Linked DNA regions of Zea mays: region 1 is linked to region 2. A link is a contact called in public Hi-C data. All regions are on one chromosome and are shown on one strand. The core of a region is the stretch at or near the end of the contact, and the rest is flanking DNA. Distances in the headings are between cores, read along the strand shown. Region 1 holds the start of LOC100383661. Region 2 holds the start of LOC103635788 (Putative RING zinc finger domain superfamily protein).

What was found. Hi-C and Micro-C count contacts between places; a contact is called where the count stands out from the background.
Region 1: a contact with region 2 is called in a Hi-C map of ear, with 1.6 times the contacts expected there. The contact joins the promoter of LOC100383661 here to the promoter of LOC103635788 in region 2. A contact is called at or near these places in 2 of 25 Hi-C or Micro-C datasets (ear and tassel).

The regions. Positions count from the first base shown.
Region 1 is chr8:121,557,112-121,563,435 of Zm-B73-REFERENCE-NAM-5.0, reverse strand. LOC100383661 reads right to left here and starts at 2,217. Exons shown (of 2, transcript NM_001176305.1): 1 at 1,803-2,217; 2 at 1-331. The coding sequence starts at 2,030.
Region 2 is chr8:120,899,945-120,906,286 of Zm-B73-REFERENCE-NAM-5.0, reverse strand. LOC103635788 (Putative RING zinc finger domain superfamily protein) reads right to left here and starts at 2,216. Exons shown (of 1, transcript XM_008658163.4): 1 at 1-2,216. The coding sequence starts at 1,856. The coding sequence ends at 204.

The DNA.
Region 1 (6,324 bases), core at 968-3,467, 660 kb before region 2:
GCATGTTGACGGTATCCGTGTTAAGGAATGCTTTTGCCTGATTGAGCTTGATCAACGTGGTTAGTGGGGACTGTGTACCTTTTGCGCTCTGGACTGGTGGCTCGGTATTTTGTTCGACAGCAGGAAGTGGATGTACCATCCCTGTATCAGCATGGCCTTTTGCAGCATTTGTGTCCTCCCATGTTACCTTCTCTATTTGTATTTTCAAGCCATCTATAACCTGCTTTGTTTCCTGTAGTTCCTTCAAGACCTTAAATGTTTCCTTTTCCTTAACGAACAGTTCCATCTCCAGCTTCACTGTTTGTTCCTCAACTTTCATAAGTTCTTCTTCCTGAAATAAACGGTGGTGTCCATGAACAGAGTAAGAATACAGATTTTATTTATGAATGAAGAACAGAAATGAACTTTACAGGGTACAGACAAATGCATAGAGGGAGAAAACTTTCTTTGAAGAAATATGTCCAAAGTATCTACAAAATTGGGCATCTGATGCAAAGGTAAAGAATAAAGTTCTTACTGAAATCTCCTTATATATTCTGAATAACATGGCAACCAATAGTGAACCAAACATCAAACAGAATATAATTTTTTTTTGGAAACAACGACAACCCGTAATTCTAACTTAAATTTCCAGATTACTTCGTCAATCCTAACCGTGCAATTCATAAAAAAAAAGTATACTTGGGAGAAATTACTGAAAAACATTGGCAACATGCTACACTGAAAGACTTCTAAAGAAACATTGAAATGCGATTATTCAATCTCCTCCTGATTCACATATTAAATCTACAGGACCAGCTAGTAATACAGTACAGCCCCCAACATCCTATCTAAGACTAAGTGTATCCTTGGATGCCTCACACACATGTTTGGTTAATGCCAAAATTGTCGGCATCACTTCCTGTACTGTATTACTAGGACCTGTATCAAATGCCATAACAACAGCAGTCTAGATAAAATGCAAATAGTTTACTTAGTTGTCACCTGGAGTAATAAGACGTTAAAAGCATAACTTCTTCCAAGTAGCGACAAACCAGGACTCCAATCAAATTAGTCATGTCTTGACAGCAAGTTCATCCTTGCTAGTCAGCTGTAATGTTGTACTACTGCATTTACATCATGTTATAGTGCACTATGTTTCATCTGGAAGTGCTTGTAACTTGTAAAGTGTGTGAAACAGTCAAGGCGAGAGGCTGGTAAAACTGCTCATACCAAGTCACAACCCAACAGCGTCGAGATCTAATAGTGGACCTCTATTCCTCGCAATGTCGGACCGAAGAGGACACCCAGCATACTACTAGCTACTAGTAAATGCCATCATTCATTTGGTTCCTTTCGGCTCCAGATTGATGCCGAGCCGAAGTCCCACAGTGGCCTGTCACAATCACCCGCAGCAGCAATGACGCCAACCACTTCGCCGAAACTCGAAAAGAATGCTGCTTAGTTCTGCCTGCCCTCCCTCCCCAAATTAAAACCAGACACCTAATCACAGCTGTTACGACCAGGGTTGCCAGTACCAGAGAGCAAACTGGAAGTAAAACCCTCGCGTTTACGAATTGCTACCCCCTTCAAACCCGTAGAGGCACGGCCGATCTCAAACTAAATTGATCAAGAGATGCCAAGGCGCTTTGAAAAAGGAGGTATTGGCTGAGAAAGCGGTGCGCTGGCAATCATGCCGCCGCCGCCGCCACCGCCACCCTGCTCCTCTTTGAGAAAAGCGGGAGGCCACTGCCCCTGCCCCTGCCGCGCGTCGCATAAACTAAAGCCGCAAGCAAAAGGCGCCCGCGCTCCGGTTGACTGACCTCTGGGCGGAGGTGGACGCGCGGCGGAGCCTGCGGGTGGCGCCACTGGGAGACGGCGGCAGCCCCGCCGCCGAACAGGTCGACGGCCTGGCGCACTGACTGGAACGGCGACGACGTGTCCACCTCGCCGCGCCCCCGCATAGCCGCCGCCACCGCCGCAAGGTTCGCCTGGTCGCCGCCGCCCCCTGCTGGGACGCCGACGGCGCGCCGCGCCGCCACTTCCGCCATCGCGGCCGTCCGAGGAGCGCCGCACGTCCGCCCGCGCCCCGCGGCGCGCTGATGAGTGTTAGTGGAGTACTGGGGTCTTGGGGGGGGGGGGCGCGGCGGGGAAGGGCAATGGCAGTGTCCTGTACTCCTGTCCTGCCCAGGTGGGCGCCCGTGACTGTAAGCGCTGCTGCGGTTTTTCGGCTCTGGCTGTCCGTACTCCGTAGCGGCAGCGTGCGGATGCCGGGGTGGGGAGCGCGGCGCCGTGGGGAACGTAAAGAAAGTAATACTAGTCGCCTTGCCTGCTTGGTGACGCCGAGCGTAGGTGCGCAGTGCGCTTGTGACGAAAAGGCAGGGGCAGTGGTGCGACCGTGCTCTGGTGGGTGTTCGGATAAAATAAAACTCGAAATGACAGCAGTTTTCACCCGTGCCCACGGCCCGTAGGGCCTGCGACGCTAACGAGACTGACGAGGTGGGGGCAACCGGTGGGTGGGCCATTGTCAGTGAGTGCTGCGGGTCTGTTCGGTGTCTGCCATTGGGTTGGTGGGCTGGTGGCTGCCGGTCGTGACTCGTGAACGCGTAACCTGTAGGGCTGGATTGGGGGACCTGGCCCGGGGTTCATGGGCTGATCCGTGGATCACGCCCGCCGTGTCTGGATGATAAAATGGCCAGAACTACGTGATAATAATCCAGGAAAATGTTGCTTGGAGATTTTGTTTTTTCCTTTTAGGGTTAATTTGACAACTCTATTTTTATAAATAAGTTCTATTTTTTTTTATATAAAAATGAACTACTTTCTTTTGAAAAAATAGAAATTTTCTGGAAAAAAAGTTGCCAAACTAGCCCACAGATGATATCATAGGGGGGAATTGCCCTCATGTTTTAAAATTGCTACCGAATCCACTTTCATTCCATATGTGGCTATACACGCAAAAAGGAGATTTCACATGACACAAGGTTACAACGTCTTTGGTTTAAGGATTAAGGTAGTTCATCGTCTTCTTACTCTATATTCTTATTTGGTTGGTGAACTAGAATAAGTTGATCTATCATCACTTCATTCCGTATAGCCTAATAATCTTTACCACTATACAATACAATCTAGTAGACTCCAACTATATCACCATTACACATATAACATTCACTATATTCACTAAACAAATTGCATCCAGACTTAACACGTAATCATCCCTCGCCCACAATCCCATCGCCCCCCAAGGCTTCCCTTCTCCCTAGCTCCTGCATCCCCGCCGACCCCTTCCCTCGCCGTCGCGCCCGCGAGGCCGCGACCTGTGTGTCCATCGCTAAATTTTTCTATCTCCTTTATAGTGTGAAAATTTAGGGTCCTGATTCGTATTTCTTTTTGAAGCCACGGAAATGCTCTCCCTCGCTCGATCCGGCTGCGACGTGTGTGTCCGCCGTCTTGCCACGATCAAAATCTAAATCTAATAAAAAAAATAGCACTCGGTAGTTAGGCAGTAACTTGCGAGCACATTGATGGTACAGGACACTGGAAAAATGAGGCGGCGGTTACAAAATCCTGGGAATGCAAGGAGCTACTCTTGTTGACTGTAAAACCCTTCCGGTTACAATCCATAGGGCCGGCCATCCATTCCTCGTCGCCTCACGGACGCGGTCATGCAGGGAGCAATGAATAGTAGAGAGTAGGCATAGAGATCTGCTTCTCTGACGACGCAAGACTGTGCCGCCTCTGTCGCCCTGTTTGGCCGGGACTGGAGGAGCTTAGGATCCGCCATCAACCTGTCCTCGTATTTCTGCGGCCATAGAAGTATACTATACTATGGCATTGGTAGAAACATTCTGCAATACAGACCACGTACAGAGCCATGCCAGCTCGACATCATGCATGGGCATGGCAATGGCAACACAAGAGCAGATCTCTAGTACTACGTGACGCGCCATGCACGGACGGGGGCAATCATAAATACACTGGTACACCGGCGCACTCATGCTGTCTCTGTTTTTTTTGTTGTTGTCACATGCTGCTGGTGTGGTGACCAACTCCGGCGCCCCCCCCCCCCCCCCCCCCCCCCCCTGTACAGTAAAACCCGGTCACGCCGTTGCGCCCGCTGCAATCATTCATTCGTGAGTCGTGACATGATCCCGAGCTGACGGACGACGACGGGACGCAGCCCATCGACCCGATAGCGAGCCTGTTCTTGCGTGCGGCCCAGGCCCGATTCCGAGCAACAACTCTATCTCACACAGCTAACTCTAGTTAGGGTTACGTGGGTAAATACTTGTTTTATCCTTGAGTGGTCTCACATCTTTATATAAAGAACCTGTACACCCTCATAATACAGAAAAAAGAAAGAGACCAAATACCCAACCCTACATCATGTCTCGTGTGTTTCTTCTGTCGTGCTTTTGGGAAAGGATACGGGTCTTGCACGACTTCTCGTGCCTAATCTGCTGACGGGAGGGAAGGGTGCGGATCTGGTGATCCGTGGTAACGTAGTTCTCAGCACGTTATCAACACGCTCTACTTCGACGTTGCTGCGAGATCAGATCTGCATCAACTCTCTGTCAAGCCGGCAGGTCTTCGGCCTAGCCGAACTGTCCTATGCGACAGGCTTCGATTCCCTCTACGCAATCGTGCGGTATGCTTAAATTGGATATATTATTCTTGATCTGTCGATGTGCATGTATTGTGATCCATGCGCCAAGAACTTGTCGTCGTTGTCCTTGTGTTGTGCCCGCTTCGAGCCACACCCACGCCAGAAGCGTCTGCGTCGAAGCCTCGCCAGGAGACATGCCTACGCCAAAGTCGCGCCTGGTTGAGACCGTGCTTGGCCGGAGGGGCTGCGCCAGCACCCGGGTTGGAATGTAGTACGCCAGCGCGAGTAGCGGCAGGCCGCTTCGCCGTGGTCGAACTCGGCGGCGTGGAGCCTCTGGTCCACAGCGCCCAGCAGCCGCCACGGTCGTGCACCTGCGCATGCTCAGCTCCGGGCAACAACCAAACGTCTCGCGGCCACAACACTCGCATGTGAAGCTCATGGCACGGAATGCTTGCTGCTGCCCGTGCAAAGATGGCCAGCGGTGCGCCGTGCACAGACATACCGCCTGGCGGCTGGCGGTGGCTAGCCCATCGAAGTTGCGGTGGCGCCCAGCAAAGAAGTGGAGCCCTGTGCCCGTGGCAGGGTCCACTGCCTGCACGCTAGAGACAAACAGCTGTGCCATGGGAGCCGCGCAACAGAAAAGGGGCTTGTTTGGTTCAGCTTTTTTCTGACCAGCTTTTCTGAAAATCTAGCTGTGGGGAGAATCTGGCTGTGGAGAGAATTTGAGTATCATTACCATTACGTGTGGAGAAAGATAAAGTTGTTCGTAGGGCTCAGGATCTAGAAAGTGACGGATTCCTACTATTACAACGACTCAACCGATTATATGTTTATGTTGATTTTGGATGGTTTTTGCCCCAACGAATTTTATAGAAGCTGGCTGAAAAGCTAAGCGTTTGGCAGTCCGCAGCAGCTTTTGGTGGCCAGAAGCTACCAGAAGCTGAAACAAACAGGGCATGGTCAGCGCGCGTGGAGTGTGTTCCGATTAAAACGGTAACAACCGCCGAGGGATACGAAAAAACCACTCTCTGCTACGCGTAGCCCAAGGAACACAGTGGCGTGACCAACGAGGCACGCAAAGAGCCCATGTGGCCTAGGCGCTTAGCAATACCATTCATGCCACACTTTTATTATTTTTTATTCATTTATTAATTTATTTGTGAAAAAATATATGTGGCCAATAGCCTCGGTAATATCTGATGTTGCGGTTTCTACATTAATTAATTATTTCCTGTGATAAATAATTAGTAGAAAAATACATGTTTAAATATGTGGAAATAGTCTTTTACACCTGATGTGTAATGTTTATATGTTATTTATGGTGTTTATTTTTTTCTGCCTTTATTTCCCGTAGTAAATAATTAGCAGAAAATTATTAAAATATATGTGAAGGCTATGCTACGTATTTTGTGTTGTGTTGAGCTTTTGGACTGACGTCGAGTGATTAAATTGTATAGTGGGTACTCAGACACGTTGATCAGAATATGTTATTAATCGATCGAGTTATGGCATTGGCTGAGCACTGGCTGCGCCCTAGCAACACGACGTAGTATTTGTGTCGTAGGAACTTGGCTGCGTCATTTGATTGCTATGTCGCACTCTCGCTTAATCGGACCACTCTCGTTGAGTGGCATCATATATTTATATATATCGCCAAGTGGTCACAACAACTATATCAAGCTCTATATTGCTTGGAAATATAGAAAATTAAATTGAAATACAATAAAACACAAATAAGT
Region 2 (6,342 bases), core at 967-3,466:
GATCGCATAAATTGAACAGGCCGGAAGGAATTAAGGCAACGAACCAGGAGCTGCCTAGTAAACTAGTACCAGAGAAACAACTTCATACCACACAGCAGATATTACCTACTAGCTTCATTAGAACATTGCTTAACTGAGAAGAGCACACCGAGCAAATTAGAATATCGCTGCAACCTGCTGGCTTGATTTTAGCTGTCTTCAGCTTAGTTCAGACGCCTTCTCTTATTCTGATGTAGGTCCCCACCATCCACATCCAAAGAACCTAAGGCACCACTTCCTCTTCTTCTTCTCAGGGATCTTGAAGACCCGGCATTACTAGGTTCTCCAGCACTTTCAGCAAAAGCTGCATCTTCCTGAATGACAGCCATGGTGCTCGAATTAGAAGCTTGATCTGCAGCCAGTGCCATGGCAATATGAGTTCCATCAATAGGCTCAGGATTTGGTGGGTTTGATGAAGTTGATGCCCCGTAGTGGCTTGGCCTAGCGATTCGCCTAAGTTCACTGACAGCAGTCGCAAACCTCTCTGAGTCTTCAAGACCAGCGAAGGCAATCTGTCGCAACAAATCCATCCCTTCTGAGGGAAATGGGCTTGAAGAGCGCCTTGGCAGATCGGGTGTATTGTTTCTAGGCTGCCCACTATCTGGTGCAGATGAAACAATGGGTGTAGGGTTTTCCGCTTCCCTTTGCAACCTCCTCGCTCTCAACCTAGTAGTCATTCGGCCAAGACGGCTTGCATGCTGAGCAGTTTCCGAAACAGATAGTTCAGGAGTCCCTTCAAATCTACTCATGCTATTCGCTAAGTGCTGATCAAAAATGCGCCTCCACGTAGACAAAAAACCATGTGCCTCACCAAGCCGTCTAGATATGGGTCGCAAATGGTGGAACTGCTGCCGGAAGCTCTCTAGCCGATTCCCATGTGGCCTTGGTGGAATCTTGGGGCCAGATGCGTTACCATCCTCTGCGACCTTCTCCATAGCCGAACCTGAATTCCCTCTCCCATAGATAGGAGTAATGTTCCCTTCAGTAACCTCTCCTTTGCAGACAGGGCATTCCTTATGGCTGGAGTGGACATGCAACCACTGATATAAACAAGGCCAGCAGAAGAGGTGGCCACAGGAGGTAACCACTGGTTCATCAGCCATTTCAAAACAGATATTACACTCGAACATTGCGGTACTCTTACCATGCTCTGTTCCATCGTCCTCTGAGACACCCACAACTGCACCCTCAGCAGCCACCTTGTTCTCCTCCACAGTATCATGGACAGGTTCTTCGGGTTCAGGTGGTTGCACTGCAGCATCATTCTCCAGACTAGGGGCCTCTGAGCTTAGAGGTGGAAGGTCGGAGCGGAACCGTCTTGGCCGGAAGTACCTAGATCCGCCCAAGGACATCAAGCGGCGGTAGCGCTCGGCACGATCCGGGCGGAATGAAGAAGATGCGGTCGACGACGAAGGCCGGTCTAAACGCTCGACCAGACCGAGTTGCGCGTCGGAAAAACCAAACTCAAGCTCATCAGCGAGCACAGGTAAAGCCCCTGGAACCGGCAGTGGTGGCGGAGGCACATAGGGGGGATGCGCCTCGGGCGCGAACGGGCTGTAGGGCTCGTGCACCGGGGTCGGCGGGCGCACCAGTTCGGCGCGGGACGGCGAGTAGGGCGGGTGGAGTGGATCCGTCTCCAGCGGCGGCGCGTCCGCGGAGGCGGCCGAGGACGAGGGAGACGACGAAGACAGCATCGGAGTGCCCAGCGCGAGGTCGGAGCCGAGATCGGGGCGTGGGGCGCGCGGGGCCCGGGGGAGACCGAGGTAGAGGTTCAGATCCATCCGTCTGCTGCTCCGCGCCGCGTCATCGGCGGCCATCCGGCGGGCGAGACGCCCGCCTTAATTGTAGCGCGCTATCACACCTCTTCCTCCGCCGGCGCGGTCGCGAAGCTCACGCCTTCCTAGCTCCGCCCCACCATGGCAGGCCCCGGCGCGGGGCCCGCGCGAACAGGCTAAAGAAACCGCTGGAGTTCGGCGCATAGGGGGCACCGCTCCTCGAGGCGGCCGCAGTCGGCAGCTATGGCTTCAGATTCGGTGGAGTTGGTGGCTGCGAGGGCGGCGACGCGGCGGCGGCGGTGAGGGTGAGGAATTGGGAATGCTGTCACACGGAGAGAGAGGGAGAAAGAGAAAGAGAGAGGGGTGGGACGGATATAACTTCTAGTATCAAGAAAGACTTTGGAATAATATGATTTTAAAATGTCATGATATAACTACAGTATTTTTATATTACTTTTAGCACTATATATTTGAAGACAGAGAATCTTAAACCATAGTATTTAGTATATATATGCAAAGTCCAGTCATAGATAAAAAAACTTTGGGTTGGAGTGAAGTTTTTGAAAGGGAATTAGGCTTACACCTATTTTTTAATTGATTTTGGTGGTTGAATTGCCCAACACAAATAATTGGACTAACTAGTTTGTTCTAGTCTATAAGTTCTACAGGTGCCAAAGGTTCACAATAAGCCAATAAAAAGACCAAGAAAAGGGTTCAAGCAAGAGAGCAAAAGACAACCCGGAAGGCACCCTGGTCTGGCGTACCGGACTGTCCGGTGTGCCACCGGACAGTGTCTGGTGCACCAGGGAACTCGACGCCCAACTCTTCACCTTCGGGAATTTTCAGAGGAGCTCCGCTATAATTCACCGGACTGTCCGGTGCACCATCGGACAGTGTCCGGTGCCCCAAGAGAGAGCAACTCTGAACTCGCCAGCTTCGGGAATCCGCTCCGCTATAATTCACCGCAGTGTCCGGTGCACACCGGACTGTCCGGTGTGACAGCGGAGCAACGGCTACTTCGCGTGCAACGGTCGACTGCAACACATTAAATGCGCTCCTGCGCGCGCAGAGGAGCAGAGCACGCGCGGGTGGCACACCAGACAGCCTACAGGGCCTGTCCGGTGCACCACCGGACAGCCAGGCAGGCCCACAAGTCAGAGCTCCAACGGTCGGAACCCAACGGCCAGGTGACGTGGCTGGCGCACTGGACAGTGTTCGGTGGCGCACCGGACTGTCCGGTGCGCCCGTCGACAGCTGCTTCCACCAACGGTCAAATTTGATGGTTGAGGCTATAAATACCCCAACCACCCACACATTCAAGTCATCCAAGTATTCCACCTTCCAACTACTTACAAGAGCTCTAGCATTCAATACAAGACACACCAAAAAGATCAAATCCTCTCCCAACTCCACACAAAGCTTTAGTTATTAGAGAGAGTGATTCGTTGTATTCTTTTTGAGCTCTTGCGCTTGGATCGCTTCTTTTCTTTCTTATTCTTCTTGCGATCAAACTCATTTGTAATCGAGGCAAGAGACACCAATTGTGTGGTGGTCCTTGCGGGAACTTTGTGTTTCGATTGATTGAGAAGAGAAGCTCACTCGGTCTAGGTGACCGTTTGAGAGAGGGAAAGGGTTGAAAGAGACTCGGTCTTTGTGACCACCTCAACGGGGAGTAGGTTTGCAAGAACCGAACCTCGGTAAAACAAATCATCGTGTCTCACTCTTTATTTGCTCACGTTTTGTTTTGCGCCCTCTCTCTCAGACTCATTTATATTTCTAACGCTAACCCGGCTTGTAGTTGTGCTTAAGTTGTTAAAATTCAGATTCGCCATATTCACCCCCCCCCTCTAGGCGACTTTCAGTTTTCAATACTCCAAAAAATACTATGGTATCACAAAACCATGGTATTCAAAACAAAAAAAAATTACAATGCAATCAAACACCTATTGGCAAAAAAAACTATGGTATTCTCCAATATCATAGTTTTGGCTCAAAACTCTAAAAATACGTTGTTTCCATGTTTGAGATTATAATCTGTTCAGGTTATATAATCCAACAACTTTTAAACTAACGCTTAGTTCAAAAGTTGTTGGATTATATAATATGGATAGATTATAATTCCAAACAAACACCCCCTAAATTGCACTCTGGATCCTTAACCTTGTCTAGTTGTGTGAACTCAATTCGTAGGGCATGTTTAGTTCGTTGCCACGTCTAAAGTGAGATAGGTTTAACCGAGTTAAGCGTGCATTTGGTTTGTAGTCACAGTTGTGGCAAAAATTTTCTCTTTCTATGTAGGTCTCGCTCGTCAATGACTCATAAAGTGTGGCAAAATTCCCTTAGACATGCCTAAGGTGTGGCGCAGAATTTAAGCGCTTAACCTTAGACAAGTGTGGAAAAAAAATATGTGGTATTTTTTGGCACTTAGGCATGCAACCAAACATGCCCATAAACTTTTAAAGTATGTCTTCTAAGGGTCTAATTTCTGTTTAGGTCTCTATTACGTCCTAATGGGTTGTTGTGGCCCACATGTCAGTCGTCGAAGAAGGAAAGAGAATGGTGGACATGGTCTAATAGACCACGACAACTACATGTAGGTCACACCCACTCGTTAGGACGTAATAGAGACCCAGACAGAGACTGAGCCCTTAAAAGACATACTTTAAAAATTTATAGACTGAATCAACACAATCAAATAAGTTTAAAGATTGAAAGTGCACTTTAATCAACGAGAAACTATGATATTGTTGTTGAAATTCTACGGTTTAGTTGAGGCATCTATATCCTCAATTTTTCCAATCTAGGACAAATTTTATCATACCATATATTAACCATACGTCACTAAATTAATATAGGTTATTTTCACATATCCTATTATCTCTTAGCCTTTCTCATAGCAATATCTTAATCACTGATCTCCCTCCAAAAATAATCCCACGTCGATTTAGTGATGTATGATTGAGATGTGGTATGACAAAGTTTACCTTAGCTTAGAAAATGCAATGATCTTAATTGAGATATGTCATTGCCTGATTCAACCGGGTCGGTCCCGGTTGCTAACATGGCTTGGTCGGTGGGCGATATCGATTCGTACGGTCTCAACGGTCGTCTGTGGATCTACCGATTGGTCGGTCAATTCGGTTTTTATCGGCCACGTTAGAGCTAGATCAACAACTGCATCGGAAAACTGGTTGTTATTGACATGCACCTATTGTCACATCTCATCTTCTGATTGATCTGCATCGTTTTGATAGTTTGAAGTTCAAAAAATCTATATTTATTAAAGAAATCAGAGAATCCATCCTATAAATAGAGTGTGTTTCGGTTCATTCACACACCTCTCCAATTCGATTGTTTTCCTTTATATTGTAGCCCCCACTCTCTATTACAATATAAATATGAAATGGAGTCCAACTTAGAAACATACACCAACTTGCTCAGCAATCAACCTCCACATCGTTCAAACACCCCTACAGGCATTAAGATTCTCCAAATATGATCTTCATGTGTATACATGATTCAATTATGCTGCTAGACGTCGCTATTAAGCGATGGATCGAAAATGGTTTTCGATCATGACTCGTCACCCTCATCGGGTGTGGTCACTCCCGTCCCCGACACGCCCTTCGACTTCCATGCCCTGGCAAGGTGGCCATGATCAGGGAAGCGGACTCCGGGTGCATCATGGAGTTGTGGCCCGACTAGCTGGGCCAGCAAATCTACATAGACAACTTGCTCAAGGACGACGAGGGCAAGGGCGGCGACATCTACCCCAAGCACGACCTTTGTTTGATTTTTGTGATTCCTCTGTTTGATTTTAGGCATTTTAGCCTTTTAGTTAGATCCCTAGGAATCATGGGTAGTGTTTGATTCACAACTACAAGCACTTACTTTTCGAATGTTTTAGGGTCCTAGGAATCGTGGGTAGTGTTTGATCTACTGCTACTATATTACTAGGGCGTTGTTTCTACTACCGGTAGCTATGTGTCATTGCTTGTTTGTCTTGTATGTTAGGGAAAAGTGTATCAAAATGGTTGAAATCATACATGATCGTGTTCTTGTTTCAATAGGGTCTTATTATAGGACATGACATTGATGCCAATAAATTAGGATGTTTATTCTTTTGCTACCATTGATAAACAACACCATATCATTCTTAATGTAACCTACCTCATATTGCTTATTTTTCTACTACAAGTATGCTCAGCATGGCAGAGGCAGGGAGAAGTATGTTCCTAAATTTGTTGTTTTGCGCATTACGAAATGTTTGTTCTAACAACATCAGGTTTGCATTTTTAATGTAACCAATCTCGGATTGACAACTTAGCTGAAGCTAGCGTGAAGATTGAAAGAGGGCCTAAGTTCACAGACATGAAGCTTTCAGAGGAATCGATGCCCACAGCTAACAACCATCAGTGAGCCTGCAACGAGCACAACAATTCATGTTGACTATGTGATACAAAATGGTTAAAATGGACTACTCTGTTATCATTTGTTCCTGCAATAACTTGTGAGATGAACGTGCTCA